Linked DNA regions of Rattus norvegicus: region 1 is linked to region 2. A link is a contact called in public Hi-C data. All regions are on one chromosome and are shown on one strand. The core of a region is the stretch at or near the end of the contact, and the rest is flanking DNA. Distances in the headings are between cores, read along the strand shown. Region 1 holds the start of Map4k4 (mitogen-activated protein kinase kinase kinase kinase 4). Region 2 overlaps Creg2 (cellular repressor of E1A-stimulated genes 2).

Region 1 (4,337 bases), core at 1,613-4,112, 310 kb after region 2:
GAGCCATCTCTCCAGCCCTGCACTTGCTTTTCTTAATCAGGCACCCAGGTGGATATCTTCCAGATAGGAAGAGCCTTAGTTAAAACTAAGAAGTCGGAAACCTTCATCTTAGACACAGAGCCTCTGAGGTATAAAAAAGTAATCCATCTATCAGCAGGGGATAGTTGCCAAGATCTTCAATGGGTGTCTGAAAATGGAGAGAGTGTCTAAACACACACATTGATACACAGACACAGATGTGGGTATGATACATATGTATCATCTTCCTATACATACCTGATACAATTTAATTCATGATGTAGGCACAGGGATTTACTAAAAACAGTAATAAAGTAAAATAGGTATAACAATATATGTAATAGGTTGTTTAACTTGTGAAATGTATCCAGAACTTTTCATTTAAGTTTTCAGACTGAAGTTGGTCTCAGGTAAAGGACACCACAGGAAGGAAAAATCTAACCGAGGCTGCCATGCTAAAGCTACCCAGTTCAAGGTGTTTTCTAGAATTAGGTGAACTGATACATGGGCGTTTTCAGCAAGGCTTTACCCACAGAGCTAGTTTCAAGCGGGGCAGATGTGAGACTGTTTCATTTACTTTGGCTTTGGGTTCAAGAGCAAACATTTGGTCCCTGTTACCCAGCAAGCCCCATCTTTCCCTCTGCTCCTAGTTAGCAAGTGCAGAGTTCTGAACCACAGGTAGAGGGGTTACCCTTTGACTCTATGCCGCTTTCTGGAATCCCTTCGTGTTTCAAGTCTTTGGAGAATCTACCCTCCTGTGACCTAGTCACAGCCCTCACTGCTCCTGCTTCAGCTCTGGCTTCTTATTTGCCTTCCTTATCTCTTGCCTCTATCTGGAATACCAAAGAGGAAATAGGCTGAGAGGTTAGACAGCGGGAGCAAGGTTGCACAATTGATAAATAATAGAGCCAGGGTTTAAACCCAGTTCAGCTTTGCCCTAAATCCTGCAGACTTTCAGAGAACACAGTTTAGTGTCCCTTCTGTCTGGCTGGAATTACAATATTATATTGTGGGTATTTATAAACCACCCCATGGCTGTTAGCTGTAAGTTCTCTGAGGACACATTGGAATGCTCTTTCAGATATCCTGGGCGCTGGCTTGCCCTTTTAATAATAGATACTGCCTTGAAAATGGAAAACAACGGCTTCATTGCTGATCCTGCTCACTGCAACTTAGGATGGGTGGTTGTGGGGGGATTTGGATGTGGTGGTTCTGAAGTGATGGGGGGGGGAGGATTCGTATAGATAAGAAGAAGTGGTATGAGGAAGGGCCTCCATGTCATAGGTCTGATGTTAACCTGTAGAAGAGCTGGGGGGAGGCTGCCGTATCTGTATAGCCATCAGCTGTGCACAGTGGGAGAGGTAAATCTTCAGATTTTATTTCCGGATGCCTAAAGCTGCAAAATTAAGAGTACCACTGGAGGTTAATGTGAAGAACAGTAAGATAACACATATGAAATGGTTGGCATACGTCACTATATTATTAATAATAACAAAGCCAAACTAGAAAAGCGCTAACAAACTCACAAACATTTTTGTTACTGTGTTTCCTAATAAAGAGATATCGGGATAATTTCACTTTACAATAGAGTCTCGTGTCAAACATCTTAGAAGAAACACCTAAGAAACATCTTAGAAGAAAAGCTTAAACAGCAGAGTGCTGGACATTGTCTGGGGGGCAGCCAACATGAACTCTGGGTATAAGCTGAAGTTGTGAGAACGCCTGCTCCTCCCTAGGTTAGGGTCTTTAGGGTTTGAGTACATCACTTGTAGTATTTGGGGTTTTCTACTTCGAGGCCATAAGGTGTGTACTGCTTAAATCAGAACAGTGTATGAGTGTATGGGGAGGGAAAGAGGTGCAGAACGTTAGTAGTGACAATTAGAAGGCCCATGAAACAGAGTGGATTTTGATCTTGGGGGCGCCCTGGAACACCAAGCTTAGCTTCATCTGTTAACTTAATAGGCCTATTCTAGGCCTTCCACATGTGGGAGTCAAGCAGTTTTACAGCGATCTTACAACACTACCTGGCTATTCTGGGGGTACTGTTGAGAACACCAGCTGTAAGGTATTATCGAGCCACTAAACATGTTTTTGGCTGGTCCCGAAGAGGGACAGTACTTGAATTGACTAGCTGACTTGCTGTAGCGTGCTGAAAGAAGCCTGTTTGGTGACCGTGGTGATCTCCAGATATTGTCCGGGTTTAGATCGGAGCAGAGGGCTCGCCCTCCCGCCCGCCCGTGGGCCACACGCGCTCGGGGACACAGCAGCGAGCAATCACAGCGACTGTTTTGGATTCGCCCGGACGATCAAGTGATGCTCGGTGAATCTTTCAACAGTAACCACGCCACAAACTGAGCCTGGAAAAGAGAAAGGAAAGAAAAACACCGTGGTGGGAGTGGGTGGGCGAAGGAAACCAGGGTCTTCGGGACCGACGGGCCGTAGGCGGCGGAGAGGACAGAGGCCGGACCCAGCGCGCCCGGGCACACCCTCTCTCCGGCAAGCAGCGCGAGTGGGTGTCCACCGGGCCGCCGAGCCGCTCGTAGTCTCTCAGTCATTGTTAGCGGAGGCTGGGGCGTTCCGCCGCGCCCCGCACCTCCTCCGGGAAGGCCCCGAGGGCTCCCGGCCCCACCCGGGGCCCGGCTGCCATCCGCCGAGGGCCGGCCGCCCCGCCATTGTTCGAGCCCCACCCCTGCTGAATATTCACGCGGGCGGGCGAGCGAGGGCGAGGGCCGGGTTCCACCCGCTCTCCCGGCGGAGGGGGCGGGGGAGCCGCTCGCCCCTCCTCAGCGGCGCCGGTCGGTGCCCCGCGTCCCCGCCCCCGCCCCCGCCTCCCGCGGCATCTTTGTTTCGCGGCCTCGCGTTCGCTTGCTCGCTCGCCGCGCTCTCCGGCCCCAGCTCCGGGCGGCTCGTGCAGGCGCGCGCGCGCGGGGCGCCGGGGCCTGAGGCGGCGGGCGACGCCCGGGGGGTGGGTGGGGGCCGAGGGAGGGCCGCCGCGCCATGGTGTGAGCCCCGTGGCCCGCGCTCGCCGCGCTCCGCTCAGACCAGACGACACGCCGCGCCGGCGGCGGCCTGCTTGTGCGGCCCGAGCCCCGGCGCCGCCGAGCCCCTGCCCGTCGCTCGCTCGCTCGCCTGCTCTTGGGGCGGCGACCCGGGGAAGATGGCGAACGACTCTCCGGCTAAAAGCTTGGTGGACATCGACCTGTCGTCCCTGCGGGTGAGTGCGGCCGCGCCCTGCGCGCCGCGGTGGACACGGACACCCGCGGGCGCGGCGGCCCCTTTGTCTGCTGGGCGAGCGGGCGGGCGGCTTCCGCGGCGCTCCCGGGGACCCGGCGGGGCGAGCCTTTGTCACCGCCCTGCATCCCTCCCTCCGCCCGCTCGTCCTCCTCGGTCGGGGTCCCCCTTTTGAGATGATAACCTCCCCCTCCTCTCTCCCCAGGACCCTGCTGGGATTTTTGAGCTGGTGGAAGTGGTTGGAAATGGCACCTATGGACAAGTCTATAAGGTCGGTGTGGGGCGCCTTTGTTCCCCGTGGCGTGGAGAAACTTCTTAGGGGACGAGGGAAAGGGTGACGGAACACTGCTGACTGCAGGCCGTGCTGCCTGGCCAAAGTTGAGAAAGGGGTTTTCGCCTGGCTTTTCTTGTTTCTTGTTTCTTTTTGTTTTTCGCCTGTGTTCAGACTGGCCTTAAAAGACCTCATTTCCTGGCTTTGAGATAAAGGAAATAAGCTACACTGTTAGGCATGCACTTAGCTTCAGCAAAATAGAAAAGGAATTTTGTGTTCGAGGGCGACCGAAGGGTCCCCCCCCCCATCCCCCTTTCCTCCAAATCTGGCCTCCATGCGTTTGCATTTGTATGTGAATTAAGATTCAGTGTAGACAGGCCTTGCCTATGATTACACTCAACCACTGCCTTGGGATTCTTGAGAATTGTCATCATGCCTTGGGAGTGCTTGCCAAAAGGATTTAACTTGGGGAGATTGGCTTTACCTGGAACTGCTCTTACCCTCTTCTGGTGGACAGTATTTTGGGGAAGCCGAGAGGAGTGTGCTTTTGGGCCACAGGAGCAGAAGGAATTACAGTGTGGGTATTATAAAATGTGAATTCCAGGAATAACCTGTGTGACAGCTGTGTAATTGAGATGGCTAGGAGGAGAGAGAGCTAAGGTGTAGACAGGATGCCTGCTTCACACCCACCACCCCTTCTCTTTCTTTAAATGTACCCTCCTCTCCAGGCTGCAAAGGAAACTAAGGGAGCTGTGAGTTCGTGCTGAGTAGCTGGCCCCTGATGTTGCTAACTGTTGTTGTTCATTCCGTTTTGCTC
Region 2 (4,145 bases), core at 298-2,797:
CATGGGTAGGTGGATATGTATACACTATTTATTCTTCCCATGCTCTTCCATTGATTTACGCTCAAAATCCCTCTTCGTCTATTTTTAAGAGCTAAGTCACACTATGCTGCCTAGACTGATCTCAGACTCCCAGGCTCACGTGATTTCCCTGCCTCCCAGGAGCTGATACTACAGGCATGTGATATTGTATCTGGTTCTACTTTTCAAATGTGTTGATGTGTGTGTGTGTGTGGTGCACATGAGTGCAGTACCTGAGGAGGAAAGAGAGGGTGTCGGATCTTCAGGAGCAGGATTGAGCTGTCCAAAGCCAGTGCCATCTACATAGGTAACGTTCCCAGTCTCTGAAGTTAAGTGAGATAGTGGTGGATTTTTGCTTGCTCCTGGTCATTTGAGACAATCTTTCATTGTGTCTCTTATACTTGTCTCAACCTGCCATCCTCCTGCCTCTCTCTGCCTTCTGAGAGCTAGGACTACAGGCATATACTGCCATGCCGGGCTTATGTGTGTTGTTTTAAGTACCTAATTTGGGGTGTGTGTAGGTAATCTGGATCAGGGCAGCAGATAACTAAAGCAATGGAACCCAGTCTATTACCTAAGCAGAGAAATTGGAAATTGTCATTGTGGGGCATTCCCAAACTTTTGATGGTATTAAATCAATATATTACATCACTAAAGACTGTCTCATGGCCACGCAAGAAGGCCTGGAATGTTAGCTCCATCAGTGATGTAAAGCATTTAGCTATCATGGTCTCCTGAGGAGGAATAGACCACCGGGTCTGGATTATGCGTCATTTGGCTGCATTCCCTGTTGGAAAATAAAGACTCTATTTGTCTGTTTTTGAATTTAGGTAAACAACCTCTTCTAGATCTCTTCCTCTTCTTCCTCCTCTTCCCCCTCCTCTTCCTCCCTCTTCCTGTTTTCCTTTTTTGAGATAGGGTCTCACTATGTAGCCCAGGCTGGTCTTAAACTCCCAGATATCCACCTGCACCTGCTTCCCCATTGCTGAGATTAAAGGCACGGCTGCCCCAGCCATTCACTCTGCTTTTAAGATCCGTGTGTGTGCTCATCACAGCTGTGTGGGTCATTAGCCCCTCTGGGGACTAGGGAGCAGGGTGGATTTGCCACGGTTATGGTGTTGGACTTGTGGGGTCACTGTGCTGACATAGCGAAATGCCACAGGGCACTTTAAATCAGGAGAGCGTGGATCAGTGGAACTACTGGGCAGGCTACCAGAAATAGGTTAGGGTGTTCTTTGGGGAAAAGAGGCATGTGGGTAAAAATTAAACCGGGCTACGTTCGATGCCCTTAAGGCGGTGGCTCTTAACTTTCCTAATGCTGCGACCTTCGTGTTGTTGTAGTGACTCCTCTGCCCCAGCCATAAAGTTATTCCGTTTCCACTTCCTAACAGTAATTTTGCTACTTATATGAATTGTAATATAAATATTTTTGGAAATAGAAGTTTTCCAAAGGGGTCTCAGGCCCTTTGAGGAAGACTGAGAACCACTGCCTTAAGGTAAACAGGCCTCCTGTGAGAGTCTCACCTACAAGCCAGATGCAAGACTGTGTCTGGGCCTGAGAAGCAGGAAGGCTGTTAGGGTTGTATAGGAGCTCATCTGGATGCTGCCCCTGTGTGGGAAAACTTCCAGATCAAAGACTCAGAACCCCCAGGCATAGGTGAAGCCAATTGGTTGGAGACGTTTCTGACACGTTAGGATGTGAGGAGGAAGTTTTCCCCGTCTCCAGAAAGCAAATCAGCTCCAAATGGCTTTTGTGTGACCTCAAGCAGCTGCACAGTGACCTTGAGAGGATTATGATTTCCAGTCACTCTCACAGCTGGAGCTGCCTGTTGCTTTTATGCTGGTCTGATTCATGACAGGGAAGACTCCTTCTTACTCTGAGCTAATTATTCCTCTTTCAATAAAAGTGTCTGGAGAGAGAGAGCCTTTATAAGGGATATCCACCAGGTACTTTGCAAAATATAGGGCACTATAGGACAAGCAATAAAAATGATTAATATGGGTTGGGGATTTAGCTCAGTGGTAGAGCACTTGCCTAGGAAGTGCAAGGCCCTGGGTTCGATCCCCAGCTCCGAAAAAAAGAACCAAAAAAAAAAAATGATTAATACACACGCGCACACACAAACAATTTAAGAATAAGTTCTAGGGCTGGAGAGATGGCTCAGCGGTTAAGAGCACGGACTGCTCTCCCAGAGGTCCTGAGTTCAATTCCCAGCAACCACATGGTGGCTCACAACCATCTGTAAAGGGATCCGATGCTCTCTTCTGGTCTGAAGACAGCTACAGTGTACTTGTATACATAAAATAAATAAATCTTAAAAAAAAAGAATAAGTTCTAAAAATAAAAGTTTTAAAAAGTCTAGAATTTTGGCCTCAAAGGTTGCCAGAAGACGACACTACTTTTAGTTTAAAGATCTCCATCTTCATCCCTCGTTTGTGTTTCTAGAATCTGACAACTCTCAATTCTATCAAATGCAGTCAGTTTTCGGTGAACCAGGTACTGGAGACTTACTTTATAGACTGCAAAGTGCTGAAGAAAATAGAAACAAGAAGTGGTTTGGTGGGACTCAGCACTGTTCCTTTTGGAAGGCTGGGACCTGGAGATGGCCCAACAGGATAAGATCAGGTTACCTCTGGTTCCTTTGTAGGAGCGTAAGGTCTATGGCAGAAGGCAGAAGGGAAATATCACAACAGCTGAAACTGGTTTGGGAAATTTGGTCATTAACTCTATTTACTGGTTTCTCGGAAAAATGGAGAAAAGCTCCGTTTTGCCTTACTGAAGGGAGCTGTGGCCAGTGAGCTGGCCTTGCCCATTTGTGGAAGTCATTGCAGTCTGTCTGCAGGGCCACCGAGAGAAACGCTCTCTGACTTGGGTGGCAATGGCTACATTGTTGGACACAGTTGTGTCTGGGGCCATACATTTGGAAGCCAATGCAAAGAGCTGCGCAACTTCTTCCAGGTGTTAAAAACATCTGGTGCTGATGCGGCTAAAGGTCTAACAACCAAAAAGCCTCTGGTGAGCTAAGAAACTCCAGGACAGGTAAGTTAACACAAAGATAGCATCTTCTGCAGGAAGTTAGGACCCAGTGAGCTCTTGATAAGAAGAGCAAACTCATCCTCATTTACAACCTAGAGACTGCAGGGGAACAGAGCTGCAGATGCAATCTCCAACCACAGAAGTTCCCTTTTTCTGCCCTATAAAACTCCAAGACCCCCTCACCGGACTTCTTAGAACACCATCTCCACCCCCCCAGGAGTGGCCTCTGTCCTTCCTTGTTCTGATTAAAGGACAACCTGCTTCTGTAGAACCTGGTTTCCGATATTCTCTAGACTGTAGCAATCCTAACGACCTAACGATCGGTCAGTCGGTGTAATGCTGACCTCCGGTACACACAAGGCCCAAGTAAGCACAGCTCATCAAGGCTTCTCTCTCTGTTCTGCTGGGCCTCATCTTCTAGAAGTAGCTGTCCCTACAGCCTGCATTTGGACCTTGGACGGCCAGGCGGGGGCTTCCGTAGCTGCGATGAGGATATTGAAGAAGAGAGGAGAGCAATTCCAGGAGGGGGGAGCAGGACCCACCTCCATCCTTATTGGACTCCCCAAAGCATGGGGGAAGTAAAGATGGGGTTTAATATTTGCTCCAAGGACGAGAGACTTAAAGTAAAGTTCCCCTGGTCAGTCACCAGGGGGCGCACTAATTCTTTGCCTCTGTGGTCCTACAAAATTCCCAAGTTAGCTCCCAAGTTTGTTAGAAACTCCCAGAGGTCCTGCTTATCTAGAAATGTCCAGGAGATGACGAGACTACCGTGAGACGTGGAGCAGGTAAGGAAGGTCAGAGCAAGAGGTGAAATCATTCCTTCTCAGATACATCCGGGTCTTGCCAGGGGCTATCCGACAGTAGACAAATGGCTTCGGTGGGATGCGGAAAAACTGGGGATGTCTGGGCACAACCAGCACACTATAGCCCTTATGATGAGGCAAGTAGGCTTGGGAATAATATCACTCTAAGTGGGGAGAAACTGAGGTAAAAACTAACCGCTCACACTCGTAAGGAGGAGAAGCAAGGAATCGAAGTCAACTCCATCTCCAAGCCAATTTTAAGATTCTAGAATGGGGGAAGATACTAT

What was found. A called contact is a pair of places that touch in the nucleus more often than the background predicts.
Region 1: a Hi-C map of kidney shows a contact between it and region 2, with 3 times the contacts expected there. The contact joins the promoter of Map4k4 here to the enhancer-like site in region 2. A contact is called at or near these places in 3 of 12 Hi-C or Micro-C datasets (the A7r5 cell line, kidney and liver).

The regions. Positions count from the first base shown.
Region 1 is chr9:49,693,838-49,698,174 of GRCr8, forward strand. It overlaps Map4k4 (mitogen-activated protein kinase kinase kinase kinase 4), which reads left to right and starts at 2,863. Exons shown (of 32, transcript NM_001401996.1): 1 at 2,863-3,232; 2 at 3,455-3,520. The coding sequence starts at 3,176.
Region 2 is chr9:49,386,429-49,390,573 of GRCr8, forward strand. All of the region lies in intron 2 of Creg2 (cellular repressor of E1A-stimulated genes 2), which reads right to left. Among named protein-coding and RNA genes, the nearest start is that of Rnf149, 38 kb to the left of the region's middle. Within about 2 kb of position 1,548, at least 2 of the 93 cell types and tissues checked have an H3K27ac peak or open chromatin away from gene starts, as enhancers often do. A contact at or near this core is called in kidney and liver, where this site is marked.